Linked DNA regions of Zea mays: region 1 is linked to region 2. The links are chromatin contacts, called in public Hi-C maps. All regions are on one chromosome and are shown on one strand. Each heading gives the region's core, a stretch centred on a gene start, on an enhancer-like site or on the middle of the called end of the contact. The rest is flanking DNA. Distances are from core to core; before and after follow the strand shown. Region 1 holds the start of LOC100381821 (putative magnesium transporter NIPA4). Region 2 holds the start of LOC109941581 (protein trichome berefringence-like 7).

Region 1 (5,223 bases), core at 1,806-4,305, 210 kb after region 2:
GTGCAAATTTCTTTCCTGTTCTGGCGCAGCCGACCGTTGAAGGTTTGGAGCCGTTGGCGCACCGGACACTGTCCGGTGCACACCAGACACTGTCCGGTGCACACCGGACAGTCCGGTGCCCCCTTCAGACCGTTGGCCCGGCCATGCGTCACGCGCGGATTGCGCGGTCGACTGTTGGCTCGGCCGACTATTGGCTCACCGGACAGTCCGGTGCACACTGGACAGTCTGGTGAATTTTAGCCGTACGCCACCGACGAATTCCCGAGAGCGGCCTTTTAACCAGAGCCAGCCTGGCGCACCGGACACTGTCCGGTGCACCACCGGACACTGTCCGGTGCACCACCGGACAGTCCGGTGCACCCAGACTGAGCAGAGTCTTGGCTGCTCGAGCCAAGTCTTTTCAATTGTCTTTTCTCTGATTCTAGCACTTAGACAAATATATTAGTACACAAAAACCAATGTACTAAGTCTAGAATCATACCTTTGTATTGATTTGCACTTTGTCCACCCTTTGGCATATACTCATTCCCTTAATGTGTGTTGGGCACTTAATCACCAAAATCTGATAGAAATGGCCCAAGGGCACATTTCCCTTTCACTACCTCTCTTTTTAGGACCAACATTAACAGAAATGCCCTGAGACAGATAGGTTTTACCGTCATGCCACAGGCGCTGAACAGTGCGAACATGAACTCCAAATTGTGCAGCAACTTCTTTTGTGACATTCTTCCATAGTTTCCCATTCGTGCTTTTAGCCAACAAGGTTTGGTAGATTTGTTTACTTTGTTCTTCAGTAATATCCCTCCTCCTTCGTCTACCTAAAAACAGTTAGTAAAAAACTATAAGTCCACGGACAAATCAATGGCAACAAGATTATTTCTAAAAAAAGTGTAGCGTACTAGTAGGAGTAATCACTTACTCAAGTCCATTGCATCATCGTCTATTGTAGGCACCACGTTCAAGTCTATTGAAAAAATATTAGAAATGGGAGTATGTATGGTAGTCTCTTCCAGAGTAAAGTCCAATACATCACCGTCTTCTCTAGGTGCCATATTCAAGTCTATTGAAAAAAAATTTAAAAAGTGAACAATAAGTAAAAAATCAAATGGCAAGTAACCAGACCATGTACGTACCAAAATCATTCTCAATAGGTGGCTCCATATTCAAGTCAAATGTAGCATTTTCAACATGCAGTGCCATTGCTTTGTTTTGGAGTTTTGCTGCTTCTGTTTGTTGGTACCAGGAGCCCAACGTGGCTTTAATAACTGACGAACACCAAGAACAGGTGCAAGCCAGACGAAACGACGTCCTAGGCGCGCGGTGCAATTTGTAGTGAAAATATTCTGGGCACGCCGTGCAATTTCTAGCGAAAATATTCTGGACGCGCAACGCAGTGCAAAAATAAAAAGGTGCATCGTCCATGCAAAAAAGGGAGGCCACAGAATCGAACTCAGAAATGCACGATATAAAGCAGCGCTGCTGACCAGTTGAAACCCCAAATAGAATTCAATGGATGAGACAATGAGAAGTATTTAATATGGGTAAAATCGGAAATATGACTTCTACTTAAACACTCCTTGGTACGCGTATTCATGTCCAAAATGACTAGTATTTCAATATCGGAGGGAGTATACTAACAAGGGAACGAAAAAAAGACTCCTAATTAGGATAGTGACAATGTTTTAGGCCATTTGGCTTTATCACAATGATTTGGTCTTTTCTACTTTCTAGTAAACCAATACCATCAACTATGCAAGTTCTTTTTAGGGAACATATTAGTTCAAGTTCCGATGATTATTGCGAAAAGAAAAGATCACTATAAAGTCCTTGCGGTGTGTTGATTATTAGAGGGGGTGACATCTTTGCAAGCTATCAGGGGCGGAGGGCCCATTATGGCTTATTATGGCCCAAGCCATACCAAAAAAAAAATACAAAGCAGATCCACCGGCCCAGTATCTAAACCCTAATTCCCTAAACCGTTATCACTGCCGTCCGCTCAGCCGGCCAGCCGTTGTGCGTCTGTGCCTTCCGCTTTCGTCCGTCGAGCCCGAGCCGCCGAGCTGCCGAGTCGCCGAGGCCTGAGACCACTCACTCGCTCAGCCGCTGCCTTCCTCTTCCGCCCGCCGAGGCCTTCCGCTTCCAGTTCCAGTCGCGGCGGCAGCCGGCAGCACACGCTGTGGGCCGTGGCGTCAGCCGGCAGCACGCGCCGAGCTCCGCTTCCAGGTTCCAGCCGCGGCGGCAGCCAGCAACACGCGCCGGCAGCCGGTAGCACGCGTCGAGCTCCGCCTGCCAACCCGCTATCCCGCGCGACGCGCCGAGCTCCGCCTGCCAGCCACCGGACTGCGTCCCTGCATCCACCAGAGTCCGACCTGACGGCTGACGCCCCCACGGCCCCACCGGATTCCGCCCCGCTGGACACGCCAGTCGACACAAGGTAGTTGTCTAGAGCCATACCTAAATTTGTTTTCGTCCTCCGCCACTGCAAGCTATGAATGGAAGTCTAATACTATAATAGAGGGCACTTGATTTGTTTTTTCTAATGATCTCTGGAACATTTTTACTTCCATAATAAAAAAACAAAAAAATGTACAACACGGACAAAGAATTGTTGTCTGTAAGTTCTTGGAACCTTACACGTCACAGAGAACTCTGTATCACTGTAACTGTATGCATTCCAAAAGACCACCAGGTCCCCGCTTCCATAGTTCCACGACTTCCATCCATTCCAAAGGACCAAAACAGCGGCTCGGCCGTTGGCAAGGTAGCCAAACCACGGTAGGCGCCTAGGCGGCCACGGCGCGGCGCACGCGACCACAGGGCACGAGCCCAAGCGCCGTGCGGCGTGTCCAAAGACCAAAGGCTAGGAAACACAAACACCCACGCCACGCGGACCCGGGCACCCGTCCGGCGGGCCCCTCGCTCCGCCCTCATCCTGGGGACCGGACGACGCCGTCGTCGTCGCCCGTCGACCCTTTTCCCGCACAACAGCCGCGCCGCTCTCCCGTTCCACACGACCACATACGGTAGCTAGCCTAGCTTCTTCGTCACAGCTCACCACGGCGCAGCAACCGCAGCCCACGAAGGCGACGAAAAGCTGCCGAACCACCAGCAGAGGAGAGCGAGGGACCGCGCAACCGAGCCACTCCCTAGTCCCTCCTTCTCCCTCTCTCTCTCTCTCTTCGCCTCCGGATCTCGCATGCGCGGTGGCCACCGCCGCGCCCGACGGTGGAGGGTGAGGAGTTAGCGAGGGGCCCTGACCCTGAGTGCTGGACGGCGGCGTGATGGGGGGAGCGCAGCTGGTGGGGAGATGGGTGGAGTCGTACACGGGGATGTCGACGGACAACATCAAGGGCCTGCTGCTCGCGCTCTCCTCCAGCCTCTTCATCGGTGCCAGCTTCATCGTGAAGAAGAAGGGGCTCAAGAAGGCCGGCGCGTCCGGCGTCCGAGCAGGTGAGGGCCCTTCGGTCAGCTCTGGCACTGGCTCTGCTTGGGAACTATGCTTTCGTTCAGCAGGATGCGGCTATGCTTTCGTTCGCTGCTGGCGTGCTGTGCTTGCCGCTTAGATCTGAGTGCCTTGCAGGTTGGATCTCAGTGGTGGTGTCAGTGGGTCCGAGACTCCGAGTGCAATTAGGACTTGGGGCTTAAGCAGTGAGGTAGCACGGTGGTGATAGTTCGGTCGTGTGATGTTGGGGAGCTGCTCCGTTGAAACTTGCAATGTACTTCAATCAGTTGTTGCTTACTCGGCATTGACCCCCCGGAAGATCACTAGCAGAATAGTTGATTGCTGACATGTTGGTGGTGGGGCGATGCATTATTGCTAATGCTTCTATGTTGCGATTACCGATTAGCTACTTGTAGTTCCTACTGCTTCCATTATGCTTTGACAAATTCGAAAAATATCAACTGCAAATGGAATGCCGCGAATGGGAATGCTGACAGGAAGGCATATTCATTTACTGAAACATACCAATGCAAAAGATATGTGAATATCCGTTTTTGTTGACCTGTGCCACTCAAGAGTTGAAGACGATTGGTGCTTGGTCAACCATGTGTAATCAGTCTCTGTCCATAGCTAGTGAATTATGTAACTTCTGCATAGCCTATTTTGCTTCTATCTTGCTAGATGGGTTGCAACATTGTGTATTTCCTCATTAATTATGCTTAATTTTCGTCAGGCGTTGGTGGCTACTCATACTTGCTTGAGCCACTGTGGTGGGCAGGAATGGTAACAAGTGTGTCCCTTTCCCGATGAATATGGTTCTAGCATATTAACCTTGTTTGACTATCTCGTACTAATGATATCCATACTCCATTTCAGTGATTGTTGGCGAAATCGCTAACTTTGCAGCTTATGCATTTGCTCCTGCTATCTTAGTCACTCCACTTGGTGCACTTAGCATAATTATCAGGTCAGAATTAGACTAATATGTGAGCTACAACTGGTACATCAACAGCCTTTTACCACTTAGGTTTCTGCAAATCTTATAGTTTTGGCATGCCTTATACAGTGCTGTTCTTGCCCATATAATGTTGCGGGAGAAACTTCATACATTTGGTATACTTGGCTGTATTCTTTGTGTGGTCGGTTCGACAACAATTGTGCTTCATGCCCCTCCAGAGCGTCAAATTGAGTCTGTGGCAGAAGTGTGGGATCTTGCGACCGAACCAGGTACTGTGTTTCTCTCTCTCTGAATTTTCTACCTCATGAGTCAAAAGCCAAAACATACTACTTTATGTCAAAACACTGCTCGGTATACTATCATCACCATACTAATTCATCAGGTACTAAGGTTCAAATTATGTCCTGCAGCATTCCTGTGCTATGCAGCTGTTGTGCTTGCAGCAGCTTTTGTGCTCATATTCCATTTTGTCCCTGAGTATGGTCAGACACATATCATGGTATATGTTGGCATATGTTCTCTTGTGGGATCTTTATCGGTACGCTTCTCATGACTAACAGTTATTTTCATGTGAATTCACATAGCAATTCTAAAGAAGCTAGGATATAAATGCTCTCCTTATGTATTTGCCTTGGTTTGGCAGGTCATGAGTGTCAAAGCTCTTGGGATAGCCTTGAAGCTGACATTTTCTGGGATGAACCAGCTAGTCTATCCACAAACATGGGTGTTCTCATCCGTTGTAACCTTATGCATTGTAACACAGATGAACTATCTGAACAAGGTATGATCAGTGCTATGCTCATGTACAATAACCTGTAGTCGT
Region 2 (5,033 bases), core at 738-3,237:
GTATTCCCTGGAAATAAACGGAAAAATGCTGAATGGAAAGCACATATCGAACATCGGGCAGATGAAACCGCCAAGTTGGTAATTTTAACATTGACATTTCAAGAATGTCATCATGTAAGACCGTACCAATTGGTAGATGTCATCAAAAGCAAATATGATTCAATCATATGATCTTACCAGGTACTAAGAAAAAAGATGGTATAGAAAAAGATATGCAAGGAACTCGCATTTTCCCCTCGATTTGTGGCCCCCCAGGCCCCCACCCTGACCCCGAGTTTTTGCTACATTATTGGAACCTATGTGAAATAGAGAGATGCATCATTCCCCAATATCCAAGATGTATCAAACTCTACTTCTAACTAGAATATGAGCTAGGATTCTATTTATAAAATAAGGTAGGGTATTAAAAATACTGAGCAGCAGCCAAAGCATCGAAGTGAACACAACACAAATATTCCTTCAGTCTTTTTCTGAAAAAAAAAGAAGAAATGCATCACTGCCTATTCAACCATGAACGTAGAGTATTCAATCCTAAGAAAATGTAAATGATTCACCCGAAAAAGAAAAGGAAAAGAAATGTGAACGGCAAAGCAGGAATTGGCAATACGGAAACAACTACACATTTTCAAGTTAGAGCTAAAAGGCACAGTAAATCAATGCAAGGCACCTTACCTATCAAACAATTTGGTCGGCGTCCACCAATGCCCAGTATTGAAAATCAGTACGTCCGAATTCACCCATTTCCGGCTGAAACTATCCATCCTGTCCAGCCTCAACGTGGATTTGACCCTCTTGGGGGCATGCCGTGGGGCAGGATGCTCCTGCACGAGGAACACGGACCGGAAGAATTCGACGGTGAGGCCGTGCGACGCGAACCGGACCGCCAGGTGTCGTATCGTCTTGGTGATCTCGTTTCCGTTCACCTCGAAGACCGTCCTGGGGTCATCCACGCCGGCCATGAGCATGCAGATGAAGGACTCCCACTGTGTGCGGCTCATGGAGTCCCCCACGAACACCACCCGCTTCCCGCGCAGCCGCTCCAGCGCGGTGCGGGCCGCAAACTGCGGCACTTCACACCGCCGCGGCTTCCACCGCCACTTGAGGTACCCAGTGTCGTTCCGCCCGTTGGCGAGGCAGTCGAACCCGCGCTCCGCGAACGGGCACTCGGAGCTGTTGTATAGCGGGTGGCGGCCGGTGTCGTCGGGTACCCATGCGCCGTCGAACACATCGCACGCCTCGCCGCCGAGGCCCAGGACGGAGCCCCCGACGAAGCCCGCGGCGGCGAAGGCGCGACCTCCCCGGCCGACGTAGCGGAGCACGTAGAGGTAGAGCGCGCAGGCGAGCACGAGCGCCGCGGAGGCCAGGAGGAACGCGCGGGCCGCGCGCTCCAGCGTCGGCGCGCCCGAGGGCGCCCACCGCCACCTGCGCCGTAGCGCCGCAAAAGCGGTCGCGGCAGAAGAAGAAGAGACGCGCGGGCTCCCGGGCCCGCCAACGCCGCCCCGCAGAGCTACGCGCGACGGGCCGCCCGGGCTCACCATCACGCCACAGCCGCCGCCTCCACCAGATCTCCCATCCCGCGGCTCCCCGCGCTCACCAAATCAGCAGCAGTACGGAGCGAATGCCGCCTGCTCCAAGTGGCCCCGCTGAGAGTAGCCGGCACTAGAATCCCCGAACGAGAGACAGGCTTGGCGCGTGGTCGTTCTGCTTCCGACCTCCGAGGCTCCGGCCCGTGAGCTCGCGTGACGGCGTAGCTGCTCCTGCTGGAGCTGGAGGCGCGGCGAGGGGGAGGCGGTTGTGGTAGTGGAGCAGCTGGATCGTCTGGTTCAGTTTCACTTTGGCGCAGGCGTTGCGGTCACTGCCTCACTCTGGCATGTGGGATCTCAAGTCGTAAAGAGCCCCATGTGGGATCTCAAGTCGTAAAGAGCCCACATGGCGAGGAGCACGTTGGAGCGGGCCGACAGGCAATGGCTTCTGGAATTTGCCTTGTTTGATCCGTGCAGACTTTGCGCTACGGGAAGAATAGCTCAGGTCACCTACCTGATCACAGCATTGCAGCTAACTTTCCACCCTTTGCTTCTCTGTACAGACTGTACTGCTGAAGATATTGTAAGTAATCAAGTACCAGTACGTACATAAACCTAGAGACGAAAGGCCCACACAGTAACGTGAATACTGAATAGGTAGTTTATGAAAATGAGAGTCAAAGTTTGCAAGTGATTGAGGGTCTAATTATTTACTCTGACAGTGACACTGCAGCATTTGTATATTGATGGGTAGAGCAATGTGAACAGCTGGCTCCTGGCTGCCTGATTAGTTCCCCAAAATTAATGGGCGAACAATAATCGGGCTGATGGTTCTCCATGAGAATTTTTGTAATACTAAGATGGCAACGGGTACAAACCCGCTGGGTTTTGCCGTCCCAAACCCGTACCCGTAAAAAATATCTATGCCCATTAAAAAACCCATACCCATGACGGGTTTGAGATTTTGCCCAAACCCGTACCCATCGGGTTTGCGGGTACCCATGGGTTACCCGCGGGTTTCATCTCTAATATACTTGTTCTTCTCATAATCAATAAGTATCGTAATGATAAATGATATCATGATCCAAAATGTATGTAATGAACAACGAGTTCATGATTTGGTATAAAAATTATTAGTAGAGAAAATGAAATACAAATAATAAGTTGTATAATTAAGTGACCTTGCACTAAGTTATCCATCCACCACATATATAACGCTAGTAAAAACTATAATAGCAAGCAAGCAACACTCTCACCGACTACTGATACATTCACCAATTGATAAAAATTATGAAGTAAATAAGGAATTACAAGTTTGTTGTTCGTTTATAAAATAAAATGACAATATGCACTAGGTTTGGTCGGGTTTAAAAAACCCACGGGTTCACGGGTTTGGGTACTATAGGAACAAACCCGTACCCATAAACCCGCTGGGTATAGATTTATGCCCATTAACAAACCCATGGGTATGAAAATTGACCCAAACCCGTACCCTAATGGGGTAAAAACCCATCGGGTTTCGGGTTTCGGGTACCCATTGCCATCTCTAGGGGTGATCTTATCGAAGATGCAGCTGTTCATATGTTTCAGGATGGTCCAAAACATAAGGATGATTAAGGAATTAAGCCCCTTTTGATCTATACCTTTACCTGCTCGCTTGCTCTTCTCCACCATTCCATAGCCATCCCCTCACTTGGCTAGGGAGCAATTCCTTTGAGGTTAACTTGTCTAAGCAATCTAAACCAAAACTCTCATACAAAAGCACAGCCAACAAATAAATGATCTTTTGACTCAGATTCTTGATCACAGAGTTGACATAGTTTCATCTCCGTGAAACTAATTTCATCCCCATAAAACACGTTCCTTATAAATGTTGTGTCATATCATCTAAAATCTTATATGACATATTATTAAATGTGCATAAAACCACCATAAAAGCATCACTGAAAATAATCTTATCATAGCATCTCCAGCAGACCATATAAAGGAGCGTATAAAACTTAATTTTAATTTTGCACTGTAAACTGCAATATTTATACAGTACAGTAGAACAAAAGCAGGCGTGAGATTTAAGAGAAACCCAAGCGGATACTAAAATAATAATAGTAACAGATGATCTCACATCAACAAACAGCTGCTGCAGCGAACAATGTGATTGTGCATTTGTTGCTATAGTTCCTACATTTCTACATGTAATATCGCGAACAAAAATAGCTCATGTCAATAGTCTACAGACCGAGGCATAGGCCACCACGGTTGTCGGTCGCAAAAATGGCGGGCGTCATGATCCGAAGTCAAGCGATGCAGCATTCCGGGTGTGCAAATTCACTTCTTGGAGGGGAGCTTCCTCCTTTTGGCAGGCCGCTCGCGCTTCTGCTCTTTCTTCCGCTTTTTAAGAGACACCTGATGTGACCTTCCAACCAGCGACGGCTGCTCCTTTAGCCCGAAGCTCCTCGCTACATGGCCCAGGTGGAGCTTCTTCACCATGAAAATTTTCTTCAGTTCACCTCGGTGAGCAGTGTAGGCACGAACCCAGGAACAGAAGGCATCTCTGGCAAGCTTCTTCGTTGCGTCCTGGATGAGAACGTCAGAATATGTTAATCGATATCCATTGCTTAAAGCCTAGTCTACGATATTTCATAACAAATAATCAGCACAAGCGTTTCACGTGTGCAAGTTCTCGATCACTGAAAGGTGAAACGTGTTATCTAAGTCACACTGGAAGGAAAAGGTAGAATGTGCATTACCTCAGCTGCAACGAAACCCTCGAGTGACCTCTGCAGAGACATTATGCAGGGATGCATGTCTAAGGATATTTGCTTCCTTTTGTGAGGTTTCTGTCCATTTACAGGAAAACTATCCAAAACCCTTTGCAAGGGATATTCTGTCAGTGATACACCGTGTAACTCCAGATCTTTCAAGTAGTCGAGTTCAATAGGTTGCATAAAGAGGAGAGCCTCCCCCTTCTCACCAATTCTTGCAGTTCTTCCAACCCTAGTTAGTGAAGTGGACAAGGCAATTAAATCAGAACTAGCAATAGCAAAGTAAAGTGTGAATTATTGTTCTTGTCTATATATTGGGGGTTTAGACTATCTCCGGCAGCTTACTCATACTCATACCCATATTCAAACTATACTCTACAAACAGTGCAATATACAGTGCAAAACAATGTTTTGGGTGGCCATATGGATACAATGTACATCAGTTCACCATATGGTGACCAAAAACACTGTCTTACACCATTTTACATTGTATGTTGCACTGTTTGTATAGTGTAGTTTGAATATGGATATGAGTAAGCTGCTGGAGATGGTCTTAGAGCATCTCCAATAGTGACTTATCTCAGTGCCCCCAAATTAAATTATAGAGCTCAAGCAACAAAAAAAACTGCTCCATCAGTACCCTATTTTACAAAAAATTATCAAAAAAATATAGGTCATCTCCTAAAGTGCCATAAATATAATGCACCTTATCTAGATCTAACCTACGGACCCTTCACAAAACTTCCTT

Evidence for each region. A called contact is a pair of places that touch in the nucleus more often than the background predicts.
Region 1: a contact with region 2 is called in a Hi-C map of leaf, with 5 times the contacts expected there. The contact joins the promoter of LOC100381821 here to the promoter of LOC109941581 in region 2. A contact is called at or near these places in 4 of 25 Hi-C or Micro-C datasets (ear, leaf and tassel).

What each region holds. Positions count from the first base shown.
Region 1 is chr8:104,786,250-104,791,472 of Zm-B73-REFERENCE-NAM-5.0, forward strand. It overlaps LOC100381821 (putative magnesium transporter NIPA4), which reads left to right and starts at 3,056. Exons shown (of 9, transcript NM_001174616.1): 1 at 3,056-3,450; 2 at 4,176-4,232; 3 at 4,319-4,409; 4 at 4,509-4,669; 5 at 4,811-4,938; 6 at 5,044-5,181. The coding sequence starts at 3,282.
Region 2 is chr8:104,573,253-104,578,285 of Zm-B73-REFERENCE-NAM-5.0, forward strand. It overlaps LOC109941581 (protein trichome berefringence-like 7), which reads right to left and starts at 1,988. Exons shown (of 3, transcript XM_020542693.2): 1 at 673-1,988. The coding sequence starts at 1,538. LOC100382837 reads right to left here. Exons shown (of 10, transcript NM_001175534.1): 9 at 4,271-4,517; 10 at 3,595-4,097. The coding sequence ends at 3,849.